Regions from separate parts of the Hordeum vulgare genome. Here region 2 is linked to region 1. A link is a contact called in public Hi-C data. All regions are on one chromosome and are shown on one strand. Each heading gives the region's core, a stretch centred on a gene start, on an enhancer-like site or on the middle of the called end of the contact. The rest is flanking DNA. Distances are from core to core; before and after follow the strand shown. Region 1 holds the start of LOC123448202 (translation initiation factor IF-2-like). Region 2 holds the start of LOC123448206.

What was found. A called contact is a pair of places that touch in the nucleus more often than the background predicts.
Region 2: a Hi-C map of seedling shows a contact between it and region 1, with 2.3 times the contacts expected there. The contact joins the promoter of LOC123448206 here to the promoter of LOC123448202 in region 1. A contact is called at or near these places in 2 of 6 Hi-C or Micro-C datasets (leaf and seedling).

What each region holds. Positions count from the first base shown.
Region 1 is chr4H:148,390,293-148,395,821 of MorexV3_pseudomolecules_assembly, reverse strand. It overlaps LOC123448202 (translation initiation factor IF-2-like), which reads right to left and starts at 2,644. Exons shown (of 2, transcript XM_045125018.1): 1 at 165-2,644. The coding sequence starts at 1,089. The coding sequence ends at 247. It overlaps LOC123448201 (protein ZINC INDUCED FACILITATOR-LIKE 1-like), which reads left to right. Exons shown (of 17, transcript XM_045125017.1): 12 at 3,975-4,060; 13 at 4,149-4,256; 14 at 4,517-4,561; 15 at 4,645-4,733; 16 at 4,889-4,932; 17 at 5,116-5,495. The coding sequence ends at 5,219.
Region 2 is chr4H:148,846,150-148,851,678 of MorexV3_pseudomolecules_assembly, reverse strand. LOC123448206 reads right to left here and starts at 3,040. Exons shown (of 2, transcript XM_045125027.1): 1 at 644-3,040. The coding sequence starts at 1,556. The coding sequence ends at 864. LOC123448204 (protein ZINC INDUCED FACILITATOR-LIKE 1-like) reads left to right here. Exons shown (of 17, transcript XM_045125021.1): 11 at 4,012-4,099.

The sequences.
Region 1 (5,529 bases), core at 1,395-3,894:
CTCTTTCGCACACAAGGCGAAGATCTGCTCAAGAGGGGGACATTTTTCTCCTCGGAACACAATGCCACTATTTGCAGCCACTTCAGCCAAACGGGGAACCATATCGCTAGAGAGCACAGAGAACCTAGAACCAGACTGAGAGGGAGGAAGAGGGGAGGACGTACCCGAAAACAGATCACGGGCTGCAGCACAGCAAGCCGCCAGCTCAGGGATCGTCGGGATGCGGCTATCCTGAAGGATCCGGGACTAGCTGATCCGCGTGCTCTGTCGCGCCGCCACCACGAGGGAGGCGCCCTCACGTGGCCTCGAGCGTGGTGCGGGGGGGGGGGGGGGGGTCTCAGACACCCAGCCAGGGTGGACGACCATAGGAGGGCCTGGGTCCGGGGACCCCAAGGTCGGGGAAGGAGGGGACCCCGGAGAACGCGAGTAGCAGACCACCCCAGGCGAGCGCAGGGAGGAGGCAGGGCACACCTCCATACCCACACTCACCTCCTCCTCGGCGGCGACCACCAGGCGGTCAGAGACAGGGAGGGCCATCCCAGTGCCTACGGCCGCCTTCGGCACCAAAGCCACCACGGGGGTACTCTCCGCGGGCCCCGACGGTCCAGCGGGCGCAGTGTCGGGGTTGCGCTGACCATCGGACGGTTCGGGCAGAGCCCCTCCAACATCCTCATCGCCCTCGGAAGACGAACCCTCCTCCGAAGATCCCTCCTCGCCACCAAGCCCCCCATCGCCAGGGGCTAGGCCAGCCAGGGCCGAATCCAGCGGGTCCACGAGGGTCGGGGACTCGAGCTCGAAGGTGAGGCGCCTGCCCTTGGACCCGAAGTAGAAGACCAAGGACATGCCATCGATCTCAGCGGGAGCCGGGCAGAGGATCTCAATGCGGGCGGGAGCATCATCCTCAAATGATGCCAGGTCGGCGGTGATCAACTTGCCCATCGGCTCGGAGATAGCTTTCAGGATGTGGGTAAGCTTGCCACCCCGCGGAGCCACGCTGCCTCCCCTTGGGAGGCCATATACGAGGACCCACACCTTCTCCAGGGGCGGGACGGGGTCAGGTTCTGCCGCCGCCGCCTGCACGGAAATCATGAACTTGTTGATGGGACAGCGGATGAGGTCATGTGAGCAGACCCGGAGTAGCTTGGCCGAGGGAAAGGGTGCCGAGAAGACGAGGGGGGCCGTCTCAGTCACCTCCCAGGCGAACTCGGAATCACGAAAGTCGCCAATGTAAGCCGCGAGCTCAGCCCGGATGAGGCCAGCCGAGATCAACAGCCCCTCCGGGATGACCTACTCGGAAGCCAGGGTGACCGTCGCCAGGTGAGGCCGAGCCGGCTCCTCCTCAATCTCCGCATCCACGAAGTAGAAACTCCCACGCTCAGCACCATACCCAAGGTATGCGAGGGTCGTGGGGCACTGCGGGGGGCCTCACACTCCGAGCGGAAGTGACCTGCGCATCCGCAGTTGATGCACATCGTGTCCTCACGGGAGCGCTGGCGACTAACCCGCGTGGCGGGAGGGGGGGGGGGTCCAGAGCCTCCTGTTCAGGAGCCCCCGACAGGGTCAGGCACCCAGCACCCGCGAGAGTAGCAGCAGCGGCCTTCTTCTTCTTCGACTTCTTCTTCTTAGTCGGGGCCGGGGCGGGCAGAGGGGCGCCAGGCGGGACCTCGGGGGACACGCGCCTGGGAGGCCCGTCATCCCGGCGCTAGTCCGCACCCTCCGCCCGAGAGGTGCGCCAGTCAGAGCGGCGATCATCATCGCTGCGCCGCACATGCGGCCCGCCCCGCCGGTCCTCCCAGCGATGGTCCTGACGATCCCGCCTCCAAGTGGGCGCCGAGGTCCGGTGAGCAGGGGCACGGGCAGGGGGAGTGCGAGGAGCATGCGCGTCCCGAGGCCGAGAAACCGGAGGGGGGCGCGCCACCAACTCAGCCCGAAGGGCCGCTTCCCGGTCCACATCAGACCTCACACTCCGAATGTCCCCCGACGAGCCCGGCAGCGGCAGGCGGGGGTCCCGGTCCGGGTGGGGGTGGCGGAGGGAGGTTCCGGAGTAGTATTTCGGGGACCTCCCTAGCCGACTGGTACCCACGCGGCCGGAACTTGACGAGCCAGCGCCGGCACCCCCATCCGGGGCGAGATCACGGGAGAGGCCGCGGGCTGGGAGAGCTGGTCGGCCGGACTGGCCATCCCCAGCATGACGGGTCATCAGAGCCTCCCGGTAGGAGAGCCTTAGAGAGGGGCGGACGGGAGCAGGGGGCGGCCGACCGTGCACAGGGGAGTCGGCCGCAGCGTAGTCCAGCCGCGCGCCAGAATGGCGCCTGCTGGCTGTCGGAGGGAGGCAGGCGCGAGCGAGGGCGGGGCGCACACAACTTGGGCAGGAGAAGCCGACCGAGGAGCCGGGCGCACAGGGGAATGAGGTTGGGCGACAGAACGAGGAGGCGGCGCTCGGGTCGGGGGGGGAACCCTAATCCCGCGCCTGGCCGGCCTCCCCTGTCCTGGGCCTCGACGCGGTGGCTGGGGTGGGCCCTTGTGGGCCTCAGCCCACCTCTGTTTAACCCGCGCCAGAGCGTGCAGTGCGCGGCGGGAGGCCCAAGCAACCTCTTTGGCCGAGATGGGTCGTGGTCTGCTCCGTGGGGGCCAGAGAGGGGGATAGCTGCCCAACGACCCGCCGGTCTGCCCGAATCGGTAGGGCACGGGGGAGGGAGCACCGCCCGGGCGCCACCCGTCGCCGGCACCGGCGTCGCCGCCGCGCAGGGGGGCAGGGTACCGATGCCAGGCCGGGCCACGCAGGCGCCATCCCCGGCGGCCACCACGGGGGATAACCCGGGCGGCACACCGGCAAGGGGCGGGCGGGGGGGGGGGGTGTCATCGGGGAAGGCCAGCGTCCTGACGCCGGAACCCGCCGCCCGACCACCTTCGCCGGCCGCCGGCGGGCAGGTCGCGCCGCGGCCAGGAAGAGGCCAAGCTGCGGAGGTGCCAGGGAGACAGGCATCTCCAGCCGGCCCTCCCCCTCCGAAGACTGCTCGAGCTCGTCGGCATCTAGCTCCTCAGCCCAGTCCGCCCAGCGCCTCGCCGACAGGGGAAAGCGGAGGGAGGGCGCCGCCGACAGGGCTGGCGGGGGCACAGGGTCCATGCGGCACGCTGGCCGGGCGCTGTAAGAGAGCCACTCAGGCCGTCAGTCCTTCATGGCCGCCAGTCCGCCGCAGGGGGAGAGCGCCCTCAGTCGCATGCTGTCTCTTCTACCGTCAACCCTGCCAACCCTTTCCTTTCAGTCTGCTAATGGTAATAATTTCCATCTGTGTTAATATGGAATCTTCTCATCGTCTGTTCAAATGTTCTATCAGCCGAGAGTAATCAACTCAGTTAAAACTTAAAAGTAATGATTTGGGCCCAGCATGAGCTTTAACTGTTAGACAGAATGGGAAATGGCCAAATCGATTTTCTCTATGCAGTGAGAGAGATATGCATCATAGCCCTCATGGTGGATCTGAAACTCTTTACACCCTACTCAAACTGAAGGTTTATCTGAAACATTGATTTGAGAACATGAAGCCGATATTGTTCTCTAATTTGGGGCTTTGTGAAGAAATCTGCCAATGGAATGTCTGTTGGAACATATTGGGATCGAACGAATAGTTGACTATTGGCAGTGAGAGCGCATGAATGATGCTTCCATGATTAACGGATCATTGAAAATGTGAATAGGATAATTATATTATCACAAAGGAGAGACACGGAGGCATCACATAAAACACCAAAAGCCATCGAAGCCATAAATTTTCTGATGTGGCAGTGGCAAGGGGCTCAAGGTTCATTAAAATTCGATGCATTATTAATCATATTTCACTAACATTGTACACAGTGAGTAGCATCAATGTTAAGTTCTTTTTCTCAAGCATATTCCTTGGTATTCATTTTCCCCTTCAGTAGAACGAGCCTTCTATGGTAACAACACGGTCAGTATTGTATGTCCATTTCAGGTGGCAGTGTGCTTGTGTATCAAATGTTCATATACCCACGCATCAATAAAATTCTTGGACCGATCAAATGTTGTCAAATCGCAGCCGTGAGTAAAAACCTGCTATTTTTTTTTAATTGCTGAAGTTCTTCTATCCTCTGACTTTATATCTTAACTATTGTGATTGACCTTGCAGGCTCTGTGCATACCTATTCTATTTGCCTATCCCTACATGACATACCTGTCAGGACCTGCATTGTCAATCGTTCTGAGTATTGCATCAGTCTTAAAGAATAATATTGCTGTGAGTATTATTTTTATCTCATTTCAGAATCCTCGTTACCTGAAGTTTCAGAGTTGACTCTGTAGATAGATCATAGATGGAAATTATATGTAACGTGAAAAATCTAAAGCAGTGCTTGTCCGCCTCTTATGAGTTGTACATGTTTCTGCCTTGTAACATTTTTGGTTTTAATATTAGAAAACCAGATCATGGGTATTATTTGTCCCGCGCCACTAAAAGTTCTCTCATGTTAATTATGTTCCCCATGTTTGCTATATCAGGTTACCATCATTACAGGCCTCTTCATCCTTCAAAACAACGCTGTGGTATGGAAACCATAAGTTAATCCCGATTCAATACATTTTACCGAAGATGTCTATCGCACTAATGACCATGCAATTACTAACAGTCTCAGGACCAAAGAGGAGCAGCAAATGGGTTAGCCATGACTGGAATGTCCCTTTTCAAGGCAGTTGCTCCTGCAGGCGCCGGCATTATGTTAGTATTCCTTGTTCCTCATTGCCCCTGCAAAAAATTTGATGTGTTACAAGGAAAAATAAACTTTAATACTAGCTCACGCTGCTACTTTGGCAACTACATACAAACGGAATGTACTTGAAGTTCAGAAATCACATGTTTTTTCACATATGCAGGTTCTCGTGGGCGCAGAAACGCCAGCATACTTTCTTCTTTCCAGGTAAACGTTGTTATCCTTTTTTGAGGAAATTTCACAAGTGTACATTTTATTGCCCAATGCAGCTATCCTTCGATCATCGGTCTCCTTTAGATATTGTTTTAAACATTTTAACTAGTTGAGACTTGAGAGACCCTGTGAGATTTTTACTGCTGTATAATTGTTCTCTACTTTTCTCTCATACAGGTGATCATATGGTGTTCTTTGTGCTGAACATGATAGAGCTCATTGGACTTGTCCTCACATTCAAACCCTTCCTCGCCGTGCCAGAGCAGTATGCCAGAAACTAGCTTTACAATTATTGTTCTAGAATTTTTGAATTATAACTCAGATGTTGATTACTCATGGGTTCCGCACCCGCAAGGCTTAAGGCGCCTTGCACCAGGATAGAGGTGATAAGTACTACATGTATTTTGTATGTAACATATGTGTTCTGACAACATTTGGTAGAGGTATACATATGTCATATAGTCTGGTGAATGATGGGCAATTGAATTGGTTGATTGCCTTCGATTAGGTTGCAATGTAACATACTACAGCTAGTAATAAGTTGGTGTAAGTGGTCACATCGTAATTGTTATTTTATTCGATCTGTAACTC
Region 2 (5,529 bases), core at 1,791-4,290, 460 kb before region 1:
ATGTCAATCTCTTCCTGGCGCAAATAATCGATGAGCTGCTGCCTCCGGCTAGTGAGGCCGAAGCCCCTAATGTTCCAACATAGGAGGTTCATTTAATAACTTCATCTGGATACCTAGGCCCCGCAAGCGGGGCCGAACTAGCCTGCCCGTCAATCGCGGGATGGGGGAGATCCTTAGGCGGGCGCCCCCGGCGTCCCCGAGCAGAGGGGGTCCGGGGGTCACCCGGCTGGGGAAGCAGATCTGGGAGCCGACCCACGGACCTCGCGTCGGGTCTCACTGGGGTTGATACGGGTAGGAGGGCGTCCCGTGGGCTCATGGATAGGGGGAGCCCATCCCTGGGTGCCACGATCCCACCTACTATCGGAGGTGCACCACCATCCCTGGTCTCTCTATGACCAGGTACGGGGTGCACCGAGGTGGAAGGTTCCTCCCGCGCAGCGAAAGCACGAGCTTCATCCAACGCCCCCTCAAACCTCTCCTTGGCGCACAAGGCAGAGATCTGATCTAGAGTGGGACCTTTCTCCCCTCGGAACACAATACCACTATCCGAGGCCACAACAGCCAAATGGGGCACCATCTCGTGAGTAAGCACAGAAAAACGAGAACCAGAAGGAGAGGCAGGGAGGGGGGGGGGGGTACGTACCCGGGAACAAGTCACGGGCCGCAGCACGGCGGGCCGCCGGCTCACGGATCGTCGGGATGCGGCCATCCTGAAGGATCCGGGACTGGCTCATCCGCGCACTCTGCCGCGTAGCCACCACGAGGGAGGGGCCCCCCGTGGCCTGGAGCGGGGCACGGGGGGGGACTCCGAGATCCAGCCGGGGTCGACGATCGGGGGGGACCCAAGTCCGGGGACCCCAAGACTAGGGAAGGGGGGACCCCGGTGAGCGCGAGTAGCAGACCACCCCGGGCGAGCGTGGGAATGTGGCGGGGCACACCTCCATGCCCACACTTACCTCCTCCTCCTCGGCGGCCACTGGCCCATCAGAAACAGGGGGAGGCAGCCCAGTGTCTACCGCAGACAACGACACCAGCGCCTCCACTGGCTTATCCCCTGCGCGATCTGTCGGACCAGCGGCCGATGCGGCGGGGATCCGCCCAGCACTAGACGACTTGGGCTGAGCCCCTCTAGCAGTATCATCCCCCTCAGAAGACGAGCCCTCCTCCGAGGAGCCTCCCTTATCGTTGAGCCCCCTGTCGCCAGGCTCCGGATCATCAGGGTCCAAACCCAGAGGGTCCACCGGAGCTGGGGACTCGAGCTCAAAGGTGAGGCGCCTACCTTTGGAGCCAGAGTAGAAGACCAAGGATAGACCATCGATCTCAGCAGGAGCCGGGCAGAGGATCTCAATGCGTGCGGGGCCATCGTCCTCGAAAGAAGCCATGTCAGCGGTGATCAGCTTGCCCACCGGCTCGGAGATGGCTTTCAGAATGTGAGTGAGTTTGCCACCCCGCGGAGCCGCATTGCCTCCCCTCGGGAGGCCATAGACGAGGATCCACACCTTCTCCAAAGGCGGCACGGGGTCAGGTTCCGCTGCCGCCGCCTTGACGGAAATCATGAACTTGTTGATGGGACAACTGATGACGTCGTGGGAACATACCCGGAGGAGCTAGGCCGAGGGGAAGGGAACCGAGAAGACGAGGGGGGCCGTCTCCGTCACCTCCCGAGCGAACTCGGAGTCCCGAAAGTCACCAATGTAGGCCACAAGCTCCTCCCGGATGAGATCAGCCAAGATCACCAACCCAGCTGGAGTGGCCTGCTCGGGTGCCTGGGTGACAGTCGCCAGGTGCGGCCAGCTACCCCCTCCTCAATCTCGGCATCAACGAAGTAGAAGGTCCCCCTCTCAGTACCATACCCAAGGTAGGCCAGGGTCGTGTGGCATCGTGGAGGGGCCTCACACTCCGAGCGGTAGTGTCCTGCGCACCCACAGTTGATGCACATCGTATCCTCATGAGAGCGCTGGCGGCTACCCCGAGCCGGGGGGGGGGGGGGGGGGGGCTCCGGAGCCTCCTGCTCAGGAGTCCCCATCGAGGCCGGGCAACCATCACCCTCCGGGGTAGCACCAGCTGTCTTCTTCTTCTTCGACTTCTTCTTCTTCTTCGCCAGAGACGGGGCGGCCGGGGGAGCAGCAGGCGGGAGCACTGGAGACGCGCGCCTAGAAGGCCCGTCATCCCGGCGCCAGTCCGCACCCTCCGCTCGGGAGGGATGCCAGTCAGAGCGACGGTCATCCGCACCGCGCCGCATGGGAGGGCCGCCCCGCCGATCCTCTCGGTGGTGGTCGTGGCGGTCCCGCCGCTAGGCCGGCGCCGAGGACCGGGGAGCAGGGGGTCGAGCTGGCTGGTCGCGAGGGGCAATCTCGTCGCGGGACCGGGGAGCCGGCGGTGGCCGTGCCACCAGCACGGCACGCAGAGCAGCTTCCCTGTCCACGTCAGGAGGGCTCAGGCGCGCAGCCTCCCGGCGGCGGACGTCCCCCGGCGAGCCCGGCAGGGGCAAGCGAGGGTCCCTCTCGGAGTCCTGAGGCGGTGGAGGGCGGCGTAGGGAGGTGCCAGCGTAATACTCTGGCGACCTCCCCGTATGGTCAGAGCCACCACGCCCGGAGCGCGACGGGCCGGCGTCGAGACCCTAGGCCAGGGCAGGACCACGGGCAGGTGGAGCGGGCCGGGGTCGCTGGTAAGCCGAGGAAGCCCTCTTTGGCCGGGGCTGACCATCACCAGCGAGGCGAGCCATGAGGACCTCCTTGTAGGAGCGAATCGGAGGAGGAGGAGAAGAGGCCCTGGCGCCGGCCTGGAGCAGCCGGAGTAGTTCCCCCTGCCCTCCCCTGAAGGGCCGAACGGGCATCAGGCCGCGCCCCACCCCCGACCCCAAGTCTTGGTGGGCCAAGGCCCAGCGCCTGTTGACCAGTGCCAGGACCCGTGAAGCGCGGAGGGCCGCGCCAGCCGCCTTAGCAGCCGAAAAAGGCCGTGAATGGGCCCGCAGCGACCCAACCAGGGGGCAGGCGACCCGCGCATCCGACAGACGGCCCACCCCGCAAGGGCACAGGGTTGGGGGCACCTTCGGGGGGCACCTTCGGGGGGGGGGGGGGGGGGGGGCACCCGTCGCCGGCATCGGCGCCGCCGCCGCCAGGGGCAGCAGGGGGCCAACGCCTGGTCGGGCTATGCCAGCACCAGGCCCGACGGCCACCACAGGGGATAACCCGGGCGGCGCGCCAGGCCGGGCAGAGGCGGAGCAGGGGCGGACCACCGGGAGGGAGCCCCTCAGCCGGGACGCAGGAGACCGCCGGCGCAGCCCTTTCCCAGGGCGCCGACGGGCTGAGCGCACCGCGGAGAGGAAGTCCCCGAGTAGCGGTGGAGCCACGGAGCTCAATCATGCCCTCGCCGTCGGGTCCTCGTCGTCGCTCTCCTCGGCCCAGTCGGCCCAGCTCCGCGCCGCGCGGGAGAAACAGAGAGACGGCCCCCCAGCTACCAGGGAAGCCGCCGGCGGCGAAGGGGAAGGGGGCGGCGGAGCCATGCTGGCCGCCGTCACACCACCGGCCGTGCGCAGGGTCCGGTCCACGACGCCGCCATCCAGGAGAAACAGCTCGATCTTCCTTTTTCTACGGAGTGGAATTCAACAGATGTTTTCCTTGGGCAAAGTCCTTAATTATTTATCATCATCAATGATCCAGATGATTAAGCCAAAATATCATTGATACAACAAAATGAATAATATCCGTACATTTTTTCTAGTATATCTTACTACTCCTTGCTTTAGTCACCATGGTCGATAAATTTGTTCTGATTATCCCATTAAACTATGAGAAAAAAAATCAAATATCGTCCTTGAGGACATTTTTTGTGCCAGTAGTTAAAGTTAGTTTAGACTAGAAATTTAGTTTATATCATCTTAGTACTTTTACTTTTTAAAGTCTTTGTGAATAATTAGTAAAATGTCTGATGCAGAGGCCGGGGGCCATCCTCCTTTTCGAAAGACAAAAAATATTATCTTGACACTTGTGTTTCGGGTCACATATTTAGATATTCTCCTTGTGGGCTGAAAGTGACAGAAAGTACGGTGGGCTAAGTTTCTCGTCTGAGGATGTTGGTCAAGTTCTTGCAGTTACAGGTATGGATGTTTGTACTATATTCTAATGATCTGCGTGACCTTACCATACATCAGTACTTCAGTCCATTTTTTGTTCCTTATTTTATCATATGACATCCGTCGTTTGAGTTGATATGCTGATGCGGTAGAGAAACTGAACAACACACCATGGTTGGCAAGATCAAGAGAAACAACTTTTAATTGGCAAGAGGAAGATAAACAATTTTGTACTTACAACTCGCATTGTGTTGTCTCGCATGCATGAGATAATTGAATTATGATTTGTATGATATGCTGGAGTGTCTTCACTATGATATGGAAATATGCTAGGGCCCCTTACTTTTTATCGAAAATAGCTTTCGTCCCGTTTTATATATAAAACAACGATCAACAACATTCCAATACAAACGCACGTCATCACAATACACGCACACATCCAAAACAGGATACATATACGTTGATCGCACCAACACCATCCCTAGCACTACAAGAGCAACCGAGGGCTCAACCGGGACCACCACCGCGAAGAAATGAAGTCGCATACGACGAACCGTGGGCTTCAAGGCAGCGCCTTCATGAAGGATATGACATCGGAGCGACATCAACCGCCTGATTCGAGGATCAGAATTTTGCCTGGAGCAGCACGACGAGTGATGAGAACTGCGACGACGCCTTCAAAAAGGGAGCGAGCTTTGCCTTCGTCGGTCCATCCGAAGATAGAACAGGTTTTCACCCCGACCAACACTGATCGCCACCGATCGCCAGACCCCAGCTACCACGCCTCCCACATGGCCATGGCCACCGGGCAGCACCAAGCTTCGGGCTCCGCCCATGAGAACCACACAACCACCTCTAGGGTCGCCGCCCTGGCATCGAAGACCTTGACACCACCTCACCCGAGATCCATCGCTACCCCACCAAAGACACTAGCAGAAAGGTCCCGCATTTCCCATCACTGGAGAACCCCTAGCGTTGAGACTCAAACGACGGCTAGAACTGGCCTCCATCGACTCGTCTTGTAGCACCGTGCGCAAGACGAGCTCGGTTACGCGGCACCGTGCGGGAGACGAGCTCGACCCTACAACACCGTGCGTGAGACGAGGTCGGTCCTGCCGCACGGGGCGCGAGACGAGCGATTTACCGCAACTGGGGAGAGGGCCCGCCCTTGACAGAAGTAGATCCCAAATGATGAGGATATGAAGCGAAGGTCGACACGGTCTGATGCAGTCTGATGCAGACGAGAAGACACCGGAGTAAGCCGGTGGTCGCCGCGGGGAGAGCAACGAGCCGTCGTGTAGCGCCGCTCCACCGAGAGGCCACCCGCCCATGCGCCGGACCTCCCTGTGCCGCTGCCCATGGTCGGAGCAACAACCACTCCAGGCAGCTGCCCAACCAATACCACCCACCCCAATCTCGATGCCAGATCTAGGAAGAGCGCCGCGCACGCCCCA